Regions from separate parts of the Mus musculus genome. Here all the other regions are linked to region 2. The links are chromatin contacts, called in public HiChIP or PLAC-seq maps. All regions are on one chromosome and are shown on one strand. The core of a region is the stretch at or near the end of the contact, and the rest is flanking DNA. Distances in the headings are between cores, read along the strand shown. Region 1 has its middle 12 kb from the start of Gm25401. Region 2 overlaps Sorl1 (sortilin-related receptor, LDLR class A repeats-containing). Region 3 overlaps 1700063D05Rik (RIKEN cDNA 1700063D05 gene).

Evidence for each region. HiChIP or PLAC-seq counts read pairs in DNA pulled down with a chosen protein or histone mark.
Region 1: a contact with region 2 is called in an H3K4me3 HiChIP or PLAC-seq map of neural tube, with 5 times the contacts expected there. The contact joins two enhancer-like sites. A contact is called at or near these places in 6 of 115 datasets of contacts at active chromatin or transcription factors (craniofacial prominence, embryonic basal ganglia, embryonic forebrain and 3 more).
Region 3: a contact with region 2 is called in an H3K4me3 HiChIP or PLAC-seq map of embryonic midbrain, with 9 times the contacts expected there. The contact joins two enhancer-like sites. A contact is called at or near these places in 1 of 39 promoter capture datasets (hippocampal neurons), 1 of 15 datasets of contacts at CTCF or cohesin (the NIH/3T3 cell line), 20 of 484 Hi-C or Micro-C datasets (bone marrow-derived macrophages, cerebral cortex, cortical neurons and 10 more), 16 of 115 datasets of contacts at active chromatin or transcription factors (T-cell acute lymphoblastic leukemia, bone marrow-derived macrophages, craniofacial prominence and 13 more) and 3 of 9 other capture datasets (adipose tissue, embryonic stem cells and liver).

The regions. Positions count from the first base shown.
Region 1 is chr9:41,325,697-41,329,657 of GRCm38.p6, forward strand. No RefSeq gene overlaps it. Among named protein-coding and RNA genes, the nearest start is that of Gm25401, 12 kb to the right of the region's middle. Within about 2 kb of position 1,350, at least 122 of the 459 cell types and tissues checked have an H3K27ac peak or open chromatin away from gene starts, as enhancers often do.
Region 2 is chr9:41,973,180-41,977,080 of GRCm38.p6, forward strand. It overlaps Sorl1 (sortilin-related receptor, LDLR class A repeats-containing), which reads right to left. Exons shown (of 48, transcript NM_011436.4): 45 at 3,179-3,285; 46 at 758-950. Among named protein-coding and RNA genes, the nearest start is that of Gm16214, 47 kb to the right of the region's middle. Within about 2 kb of position 1,277, at least 15 of the 459 cell types and tissues checked have an H3K27ac peak or open chromatin away from gene starts, as enhancers often do. A contact at or near this core is called in cerebral cortex, where this site is marked.
Region 3 is chr9:41,210,341-41,214,444 of GRCm38.p6, forward strand. 1700063D05Rik (RIKEN cDNA 1700063D05 gene) reads left to right here. Exons shown (of 5, transcript NR_040392.1): 2 at 498-694. Among named protein-coding and RNA genes, the nearest start is that of 1700063D05Rik, 6.2 kb to the left of the region's middle. Within about 2 kb of position 2,506, at least 158 of the 459 cell types and tissues checked have an H3K27ac peak or open chromatin away from gene starts, as enhancers often do. A contact at or near this core is called in cerebral cortex, where this site is marked.

The sequences.
Region 1 (3,961 bases), core at 100-2,599, 650 kb before region 2:
CAGTGTGTATGTGTGTTGGGGAGGGGGGCTCAGCTTTTTTCTTCCCTTAGAGAAAGCATGAAAACAAACAAAACAAGTCCCATGTCTGAACACTCCCAAAATTCTCAGAATTACAGAAAAGGAGGCACGTGTGAGTGACTGAATTTGTTCAAGAGCAGGAGGCAAGGAGATGTTTGTGTAACAACAGCCTCAGACAACAGGACCAACCAGAAGCACAGCATGGCTGTGTCATGGCTACAGGCCCTAGGAGAAGCTGGCTTTCTTGTCAGGTTTAGACAGATACCTTTTGTCAATCATGGATCAATGCTGGCCAGGCAAGCTTTGTCTCAGAGGCTTGCGAGGATAATGTTTCTTTGTAAGCGTAGTTTCTTTTGCCCTTTTAAACTCTAATGTCATTGTTTTTCAAACAAAACTCTGTGTGTGCTTTGCTGGAGCTTGCTGGATAAGTAAGCACTGTCATTTAAATGAGTATTTAATGTTATATAACTGTCATTTGGCACTTATAAACGGGAATCTGAAAATATCAGGTGGATAATAAAATAGATTTCAATATCATTCCTCAAAAAGGAAAGTGCCCTCTGTTTTTGTTGTGAATGCTGTCTGAGGCTTCCCTCCCCACGTCCCCTCTTCCCTGAGTAACAATCTTGTCTTCCAAGACCGTCAGAAAAATAGCCTATTTTTAAATTTTTAGACTTTCTGTCTTAGGGAAAGGGAAAATATTGTATGGAAAGCAACAGTGGCAGCCGCAGCAGCAACAACCACAACAATAAGAAATACCTGCCTTACAGTGTCGGCTGAATGCCCACGGATGCAATGCGCATGTTAGACACATCAGGCTAAAATGGATTCTAAGCGTATTCTTAGATTAGATTTAGTTACACAGCATTTTAGAGAGAGGTGACAGGTAAGCTTTCAAAACTGGTAGGCATTTTAGTTCATTGTAGCCAGAAGTTAAAAATAATTGCAATGAATTTTAAGTCACAAGAAAAACCTTCCTTCTGACCTGGCTCCCAGAGCTGGCTGGAGAAAGGCCTTTATCCAGGCATTTGGGACAGCTCTTTCTTTAGAGAAAAAGCCAGCCGTCTGTTTTTCTTCTCTCTGGGGTAGCTGCCATTTCGGACAGGCAGGCACAAAGCCGGGAACATAATCAAGGGCAGAGAAAACTCACCCCATGTTCTATTTGTCATGCTGACCCGCAGGTCATAACCTGAAAGTTTATGGATCAGGGAGACAAGGCCTCCCTGGAAGTCTGTTTTCTGGGCTTTGGCTGATGCTAAGTTCCTGACTTCTGAAAGAGGGGAGGGTGTGGACTTCCAGGGCTAGCCAGTGGGAAGGAAGTAATATTCATTAAGAGTGTCTCATGCAAGCCGCGCAGGCAAGCATGCTCAGTGTAAATTCTCCCGGAGTCTGTCAGCTATGTTTGAACTCAGTCCAGCAGGGCTGCCTTTACTTTTTTTTTTCCCTACCAGGAAGAATGCTCCATTACATTGTGCTTTGCCTCTCTCTCTCTCTCTCTCTCTCTCTCTCTCTCTCTCTCTCTCTCTCTCTCTCTCAGAAGATCAGTAACAATGTTATTTTCTGATCAGTTCAGTAATACAATGCCCTCTGATGTTCACACCAGCATCTCACTGGAGAAGAAAAGAATGTTGTTGGCTACCTGGGACCAGAAGACTTCTTAGGTCAGTAGAAGCTAATCAAGTACTCTCAAGGCTTCCAGAGTCAGGAGTCGTCTTTTCTTAGTAGTTCAGGGAACTGACAGCAATTTAATTGTCTTTTCAACTGGTGGGTGTTCATATACCAATATTTTTTTTCCCACGCGAACTATGGTTTTCTTATGCTAGAGTGATTTTCCAAAAACAGGGAAAGATATATCTTTGGATTAATTTGCATTTGAAAGAAACTTTTTTTTTTTGGTACAGGAGTTTTCTCTTTCTTCTTTCTCTTTCTTCTCTACTGCAAATTATATGTTTTTCAAGTAAATATTGTGGTGAACCGATGTAGCAGTCACAGTCAAATGTGGATGTGGTTTGCATGGCATTAATTCTTGGCAAGGGTGGCTTTCATGAAGTTAGCTTTTGTGCTGCCAAAGATAGAAGGGAGTTAGCTTATTTCTGTCATTGTTTCTGAAACTTTTGGTAGGTTTGGAGGCTGAATTGAGAACCCTTGGGGATGGGGGGGAGGGGGAGAGAGAGAGAGAGAGAGAGAGAGAGAGAGAGAGAGAGAGAGAGAGAGAGAGAGAAGAGCTTTTTTCCTGTTTAATGTGCAAAAAAATGTCTTTTTAAAAAAATATTCAACTCTCTGCTTCTCAGGAACGACTGTATCTTTTTAAGAGTATGTGTAGTGATAAAGTGTAGTTTTGGAGGGAGATAACCAGCAGAAGGCAGAGACAGTTTGTAATGAACAATTTAAATCAAGATCCTCATGGGAACTAGATGCAAGCCAAGAAAAATATCATGTGCTGTGAACTCACTGATTTACTGAGGTTTGCACCTTTAAATCTTTTTTTTTCTTTCTTTCTTTTTTTTTTTTTTTTTGAGAAAGTGGATCCAACTTTAAAGCATTGTTCTGTAACATCAGGTGATGATGATGTCACACTCAGCAGAGCAAGCAAGTGTGCAAAGACAGTTCCTTTAAAAATATCTGAGGGCTGGGCTTAGGAAACTACACGGCTTGAAGGGAGACTGTGTCCTGAGCTATTTTGCAATATTATGCACAAATCTTTAGAGCAAAGGGGAATTTTTTTTTCCTTTTCAAAGCAAAAGGGCAAGTTAAGTATTATTGATTTGTCTGGGATTAAATATTTGCTGGCATCCAGTACATCACAGGCTACCAATATGTAAGTCAGACGTGCCATCTATTCAGGGCACGTAAATGAAAGCTCTTGCATTTTCATAGGGTCAAATACGGCAGCACCAGCTCCTAATTACCCTCTGCTCCCAGGAAGGCCTGAGAGAGGCGGGGCGTGTGGTCAAAGAATGCATGGCCTGTGAGCTGACCTTGTTCTCTTAACTTATGTCTATCTGCTCTTAAGGGGCAGCAGGTGTGGAGAGCTGTGAGTCACAGGACCTCAGGGGAGATCAGGAGGGAGAGGCAGATCCACCCTGGCTGGGACTTATGCCCCCATCCAGTGCTCCAGAGAGGACTTCTGCTCTTGGATCTAGTCCTGGAGCTCTTTGAAAGCTGCATCTGCCTTTCTGTTTCTCCAAGTTAAGGTCGGTCTTCATGGATGGATGGGCTTTGTTTGATGAAGACCATTCTCTAAGGCAACAGTGAGGGTCCTTCAGGCTCCTTTGCTTCCCTCTAACTTATGGCACCTTTCTTGAGTGGTTTGATTGAAGGCGCAGACACTTTCTGGGGTGAAAAAACACAGGTCTTCCTGAAGGTGAGTGTGTGCATATGTGTGTGTGTTTATGTGCATGAATGTGTATGCATGGATGAGTGTGTCCATGTATGGGGGTGCTTGCATGTGGAGGTGTACATGTGCACATGTGTGTATGAGTGTGAGTGAATACATTCTGTGTGTACATGGGTGAGTTTATAAGTATATGTGTAAGTGTGGAAGAGTGTGTGTGAGTGTGTATGTGCCTCTGTAGCCTGGATTCTGAGACCTTGCTTCTTGGAAAGATTTGTATGAGTGGGGTTGTTGGTCTGGGTCAGGAACCTTTCTTATTGTACTGACATGTGATCAATATTTTGGAACTTTCTTCTGACTCTTTTGCCATTACTTACACTACTGCCTTCAGCTTCCTTCCCTCGTCATAACCAATGTTTTGAAGAATAGCACCAAAACTCTTAGAGGTACAAAAATAATCAAAGGCTATGCAATGGAGCAGAGATGGGCCTCCTGGTCGTCATATCTGGGTAAAATTTAGATTATAACAAGTGTAAGTGGGGGAGAGGAGTCTGAGTCTTGCATTCATTTTAAAAACTATATATCATTGATGTCCTAGTTTCTTTATTC
Region 2 (3,901 bases), core at 27-2,526:
CTCTGCCATGACTCTCCAGAGGGAGGCAGAGGAAGGAAGTATCCACTCTCAGGAAGTGCTAACAGTACAAGACGGGGTGAGCTGAGGGCATGGAGAACTACAGGTCTGTTAGCATCCTGAAGGCTCGGAGACGAAAGCCACCAACAAAACTCCTGCTCATCTGGTCTGATGCCAGTCTTCCTTGTCATCCCGACTGGATTAACTCCATCCTACGAAAGACTTGAGACATGTTTCTGGGTGTTTCTGCGAGGGTCTTTCAGAGGAAGTAAGTGAGGGGAAAGAGCCACCTTTAATGTGGGTGGCACTGTCCCCATGGGCTTGGGCCTTGAATGCAATGGAGGAGGAAAAGGGAGGAGCTAAGCTAAGCACCAACTGTCCACTTCTGCCTCCTAAAAGCTAATGAGCCCTGGGCCCTGCCTCAGGCTCCGGCTGCCATGCTTTCTTCTCTGTGATGGACTCTATCTCCCCAAACTGCCAGCCAAATCCTTCCACTCTCAACTTACTTCTCGTATCATATCTTGTCACAGTAACAAGTAAAGAAAGTAACTAAAACACCGCTCAATGGGGTACCTTGCGATCCCAGTACCACGGGTGCTCAAGACGCATATCAGTACCCAACTAAATTGACGCCTAAGTGACTTTCTCTGGCACACAGGCAGTACTTGAAACGTGTTTTAGAAAGATTATCAGGAAAACCATCCCATGCCTCTCCATCCTCAGACCAGGACCCAGAGAGGACGGTCACAGGGAGACTCACCTGAGCTCAGTTCATCGTACAGCAGCACGGCGGGCTCCCCACAGATCTGGCTACCAAAGAGACACCGCGCTTGGACCGTGAAAGTGTAGTTATGACCCATCTTCAGGTTGGACACTTTAAAGAAATTGTCCGTAGTATTCCCGAGGTAAGCGGTGAGATTCACAGCGCTGTCAGACATGTGGATCTCATAGCCCTGTAAACAAGCACACACTGAATGAGGGACCTGATGGCTTCTGCCACTAGCTCCAGCTAGAGGCGGTACCTTTCTGCAGGCTTTTATGTAATGCTAATATACTTCAGTTTTCTTGCTAGTTCTTTCGATGATGTGATTGTGATATTAAACTCAGAAAACAGGACTTACCCTACTTATAACGTGCATAAGAGGAAGTGCAAGGTACGGCAGCTGGAGAGCCATCTCAACCATCACACACTCAAAGTTCGGGCGGCAGCTGCTGTGTCCTGTGCCTCAAAGAGCCTGGGCATCTCAGTGATGCTGTGCAGTAAGGGATCTGACTAGCGACACCCCGTGGTGGCAGTGGGTGCAGGCAAGCCCAGGGAACATGCAATCAGAAAGGGAGGCAGGCGCCTCCCTACGACAGAGTGTTGGAAGACTGCTGTCATTCACTTCTTGTCTCCTTGCTTTCTAGCTCTTTCTAGCCTGATCCCAGAGCCAGACAGCCTGATGCACTTAAGACACAGAAGCACTTAAGCAGGTTGCGGGCTTAGAAGCACTAAGCTTTTTTCTGATGATCTTTCTCAAACACATTTCAACCTGCTTAAATGCTTCTAAGGAGGATAGGATGAAGTAATCTCTCCCCTTGTCACCTCAGGAAATCCCTGACCGTTGCGCTAGGAAAGTGACAGGCCAGGCCCCAGATGCCAGCTGGGCTCAGGCTGGTGGCCAGGTTCCCTGCTGCCCTCCAAACCGTCCAGTGCCAAACTCTGTCCCCATTGGAGCCCACCACATTGTCAGTCTCTGTTCCTACTCCATGGACCTGTCTCTAATGTTAAGCCAGGAGGAGGAGAGGTGAGCTCACTATGCCTGTGCCAGCACCCTCCATTAGAGATGGAACCCTGACCTGCACTGTCAACTCAAAGCTGGGCTTCTGCTGCCCAGATAGGCTCCCGTAATGGCAACCGGATGCCAAGATGGGCTTCCCAACACCTGCCTGGCATCCCACACCTGTACCTCTTCTTACAAGCTAGTCGTCAGTATTTACTATCTGGTGTGAATCCAGTGTGGAACATTTGTAAAATATGTTACAAGGAAGCAATGAAAAATGATACAATGTATACAAGCCATCTCTACTTCCTGTTAGGCATTTATGTTTCTTCCTCTTATCATGAAGTAGACTCTATCACATTTTAATGCATTGCTTTTCTCAAGAGTAAAATCTTAGAATAACGAGGTCAAGGAATGTGAATGTTTCAATGTTTCTGATAAGTAGGACCAAAGAGCCTTCCAGAACTTTGAACTAACTTGTACTCCCCAGCTGCCCCTCACACTAGGGCTCCATGTCTCTGTCACTGGCTTGCTCGGGGCTGTTTTTTTTGTTTCCTGCTCATGGTTGCCGGAATACCTTACTGTTCATTACACTTTTCAATACTGGAGTATTTCTGGGTGGATTTGTTACTCTTATGGAAATTTACCACGTAGATATCCCAGATATGGGAGCTGTGAGGACTCTCACAGATGGGGAGGACTTCCAGGGTGAGAGCCTGGCTCTCACGTTACACTGCATTAAACCCTTGGGCTCTTCACCCACACTGTTCCTCCAGGTGATGGTAGCTGATCCTCACAGCCTTACTGCGCTCACAGCCCTACTGTGCTCATACTTTTCTTTCAAGGGGACTCACTAATAATGAGTCTACTCTCCTGGGTAAATCACTTGGGTCTCACAACTCCTTCCTTCCCATGGTGGACAGAGTACTGGCCTGCCAATAGCAAAACAAAGTGTTTTTGTTTTTTGTTTTTTCCCACAAGCCAACAAAGTATCTTCACGTACTTCTTGTACTTCTTGTTCCTTCTAATTACTCCGGGGAGACCGTGACAAGGTAGGTGCTAGGTTGAGAGTGTGGCTCAGTTTCCTGGTGCTGGAACCTTAGCCCAGCTGTCAAAGGGCCGGGAAAGGGAGGCGCACTCGGTTCTAACGCTGAGGACAGTCCGGCTTCAGGAAGCACCAAGGGTCCCCCACTCACTGCTCTCTTCTGAGGACAAGTGTGTGGCTGGTGAGTGCTGAGCGCAGGCATTCTTGAGCTTAATATAAACATCTCACTCATCAGCATGTGGTCCTTACATTCTCACGCCTGCTCTGCCTGGTTCCTTCCTTCCTTCTTCACGCTGCCTGCCATGAACCCATCTCTAAAGCAGAGTGACGGTAGCCAGGGCTCCGAGTGACCGAGGCCGCGTGAGGAACTTACCCTGGTTTCATTGAACTGCTTTTCCTTCAGTGCTAGGCTTTTCCAAAAGAGGAGAACGTGGTCGTTTTCCGTTATGATTTTTAAGGCATCAGGTGCTGATAACGAAACTGAGAGTGCAAGATTAAGCAAGTTGCCGTTAGTAGGCAGGTACCAGATCCTTTGTCTCCTCGTCTAGAAAAATGGCTAAAATCGCTCCCAGCATCCAAGGGCTGGGAGAACAAAGATAAAACATGGATGCTGCTCTGTGTGGCCTCAGCTGTCACTGTTATTAGTCCTTTAACCATGAGATCTTGGACAGTATCTAAAATTATAGCCCCTGGGAATGGAGGCCAGACAGAAACAGATGACAGGCAGAGGCAGCAAGGAACAAGGAGAACGAGTTATGTCTGGACACAGGACCCTGAGGTGGACAAGGAGATTGGTCCCAGTCCACCACACCATCACCAGGCCTGGACCCACGAGACAACCGCTGATACTGTTTGCCGCTATGGGGGCAACTGAGTTCATGACTCACTCATCAGACGGGACCCTAACTGACCGTCTAGCCCATAGCTTTGTTACCCTCCATCCTAGCTGCCTGATCAACAAGAGGACCACTGTCAGCTGGGAAATGCTGTCAGGTTCCTTAACTCTCTTGAGCATGCCTCTCGTAAGACACACTAAGGGAGGGTAGTGTGAAAAAGACTCAGAGGTTGGATGCAGCTCAGTGGGAGAGTGCTTGCC
Region 3 (4,104 bases), core at 1,256-3,755, 760 kb before region 2:
GTTAACAAACTGAAGCATGTGGGGTACAGCCAGCCGCTCATCTATATTTATAAAGTTCCAGGAGATCAAAACCACAAGCATTGAGAGGTATCAACGCTTATACAGTCTTAACTACACTAGAACGCTGTTGTCAAATATTCCAGTTTCTGTGCCAAGATAAGGTCACATATATTTTCTATGCCAGAATAATATCATAATTAACAGTGGCCATCCTTGTTTTGTTTATGACTATAATGGGAACATTCATATCACTGCTGGTTCCTGCTCATTAAGTATGATGTCACGGGGTTGTTTAAGACAAACAAAGTGACACTGTTCCTTTAATAAGTCCAGCCTATGAAGCATCATTTTGGATTCCAATAGACCTTCCTGGCCACCTCGAGAAAGATACTATGAGAAAATAAATGCTGGTGCTTTTCTAAGCCAGCTTCGGAAATGGTGTACCTGTTACTCTGTACTGCGACTCTCATTTTGGATGTCTCTGTCTGTCCTTACAGAACAGAATTCTCCTGAGAGCTTTCCATGGAGACTTCTCATGGGAGGAGATGCTTGGGGGTCCCAGTTGTTGCAGTCACGGCGATTTCAATATCCACAATATTGTCACTATACACTGCGTTGACAACGCCTTGGTGACATCCTCGGTCCCAGCTGCTGCTGACTGACAGACCTAGAGAGGCCCATCTACTGGGGTTCGGTACGTTTGGCGGGGGGCAAAGGTGAATGGTTGTTACTGTTCTAAAGCGACTGCTTTATAGTGGTTTGTTATACAGCGATAGAGAAAATGCTGAGTTCTCTGTAGAGTTACGAGCGAGTTTATTATGTTGAGACAGACTCCTATTAGAAGTGAGATTTTGAATAGAAATCAGGTAGTCCGGGCTTAGAGGCAAGGATCTTTACCGCCTGAGCCACTCCACCAACCCCAGTAATGAATTTATAAGCTCTGTTATATTTAGTAGAGTTCTGTTTGAAGACATCTTACTTAAGATTATGAATGCCATTGTTTGGTAGTCTTTGTTTTGCTCTTTAACATTTTAGGAATATTTATTGATTGATTTGTCTGTGTGTGTACATGTGTGTGTGTGTTAATATATGTGTGCATGGGTGTGTGTGTTCTTGTGCATGTATGGAGATCAGAAGACACTTGTGGGAATCAGTTTCTCTTTCCACCTTGTGGATTCCAGAAATCATTTTCAGATAGATAGTCAGGCTTAGCAGCTGAGTTTGATTCACAAAATATAAACTTAGGGTTTAAGCAGGCATATTGACAAGCTGGCAGCCTGGCTTCTCATGATGCGGGTCAGAAAAGCTGGGGCTCCAGAGATGACTTGGAATTCAGTGTCTCAGAAAGGTCCAGGGGCAGACCTGATGTGGCTGCAGGGGGCTAATAAGAAGGAACTTCTCACAGATAGTGCAGTAAAACACATGTCCAGCCTTCTCGCCCTTAACCAGTTTTAGGGACACTACAACCTATTGGCTCTGGTATACTATTTCATATTATTGTTATATATTGTCGTATGACCTCAACCACAATCCCTCTGATCTGCAAAGCACTCAACACCGACCTGACCGGAACCACTATAGTACATGGGAGACAGACAAGGAAGAGCTCTGTTCCTGAGACAAGGTCTCCCTACATAGACCAGTCTAGCCTAAAACTCACACTCCTTCTGCTTCAGCATCCTGAGCGTACAGAATATGGGCATGTAGCCCTGCATCTGCCATGATAAAATACACTCATGCCAAGTGGATAAAATACGGCTCAGTGGTTTGTCCGAGAGAAGCAGAGTTTGTATGCCAGGCTCTGCACCGGGTCCTTAGGAGATACTGTGTTAGTTAATCCCTTTAATAACTCCACACGAAGGCAGTTGAATCGAGGCTTCCCAGTTGGGAAGCCAGAGCTGCAGAGAGACTGGGAGAGTCAAATCGAGTCACACAGCGGACACAAACAACTGGGGGGGGGCATGGTTGGGGTGCAGGCCTAAGTCCTGAATTATTTCCACCTTAAAAAAAAAGGGGGTGGTGGTGTCTTAGCTCCAATTGTGTCCAAATAGAAGCATGTGTTGAGGCTGTTGTTGAGCCTGAAATAAAAAGCTCCTTTTAGACTGTTGAGACAGCCAAATGCTTTCAATATGTTCCCAAGGTTGGTGCCTGGGTCTGAATAGAAGCCAGATGTTCTGGATTCCTGAATTATTTCCTTGCATACTCTGGCTCTCCCAACCCCCTCCCCCCTACCTCTCCTCTCCCCTCCCCCCTCCCCCCCAGCCCTCCGTTCAACAGAGGAGGAAGGGAAGGTGAGACCAGACCCGTTCTGCTTCTCACGTCTTTCTTTATAGAGTGTAGATGAGGTTGTGGCCGCGCTGGAGTGGATTGTGACCTGGGGTGGAATGCAGACTGAGAGGAAAAAAAAAACCCAGAAAGGAGCCCTGTGCTGCCTGACCCTCTGTATTCCTTCACAGTTGACAGCCCAGACTGAGCTTCCTGCTAGGCGGAAGTGCCCTGCCGTTAGCCTGCTGATTACTAAAACAGAACCTAAGCAGCTCTTGTCAGCTCTGCTTCCTCCATGCATGCGTGCTGGCAGGTTAAAAAAAAAAAGATTCTTGTTTTATTACTGTTTGTCAGACTAGGGAGCCTTTGAAGTTCTTTACAGATCTGACTTTTATTAGAGAATGTAGGAGTTGGGGGCGTGGGGGGGGGCACGAGTGGGATGGACGGGGCCCATCAAAATCTTCTGCTGTGCATCCAGCCATCTCACTCTCTGCCACCCCGTCTTTGTCTTAGAAGGTTTTTGACATGGTGTTTCTCTACGTGGCCTGCCTTCGAGATGAGAGACTGACATCTATTGTCGAAATATGGGGAGGAAATTATGATTACTTAATGATAGCGTGTCGCAGCTTGTCGTGTCTTTATTTGCCTTTTAAATAGTTGCTGTCACAGCAACACACAATTGGCCTTCAATCCTAGGACTGAGCTGGGGACCTCATGTGGTACACAGTGGCACAAGGCTGTCTGTGGAAGAGGGAAACAACAACAACAAAAATGTTTCTGCCTGGCTTGACTCCCCGCTCCTCTTGTAAGCAGAGGCCTCACTAATGTGCGGACTAAAAGTACCAGATTAACCTACACGAAGATGCCCGAAGCCCCCCCCCCCCCATCCTAAAGATCATTACTCCTTGTCTGGACCTGGAAGGCATTGCTCACTGGAACAGGGCTGAATGTGAGAGCCAGAGTCATGCCTCACCTGGCCTGTGGGCAAGTCATCTGACATAGCTCTCCAGGCAACAGAATGGACTCAGTGCTGATTCACCCTCAAAAGTGCCTCCCTCTATCCAAGCAAGAAAATACAGACTAGTCTGCAGCATACAGCATCTTTCCCAAGTTGGTCTGTATCTACCAAGGTCTACCTCTCAGCCACCTTGAAAGCTTTGTCTCCGTCAGGCACCCTTCCTTCATTTCCTTAAGAAAGGTCTGTCTATCTATCTATCTATCTATCTATCTATCTATCTATCTATCTATCTATCTATCTATCTATCTATCTATCTAACTATCTATCTATCTATCTATCTATCTATCTATCTATCACCTATCTACCCACCTATTACCTGTCTGTCTGTCTGTCTGTTTGTCATCTGTATTGTATTTGTGTGTTGAGTGTGTATGATGTACACACTGGGTCAAGTGTGATGCTTGGTGGCCAAAGGAGGACATTGGGTATCTGGCTCTCTTACAGTCCAAGTTCCCTTGAGACAGAGTCTTTCACACCGTCTAGAGCTAGGCTGACAGCCACGAAGCCCCAGAGCTCCTTCTGTCTTTGCTGCCTGCAGTTACTGGTGGTTACTGGTACACATAGGGCCATGCTTACTCCTGGAGATTTAAACTTAGGTCCTCACAGTTGTGCAGCAACCACTTTTATCCTATCAAGCATCCCCTTAGCTCCAACCCTTTCTACCTTTTTTTGAGATAGAGTCTCTGGGCTAGCCTTGAACTGGCTATGTACATAGTAGAGGCTGTCTTTGAACTCCTGATCTTCCTGTCTCCTACCTTCAGTGCTAGGATTACACACATGCTACACCACAACTTGCTTAAAAAGTAATTTAAAGCCGGGCG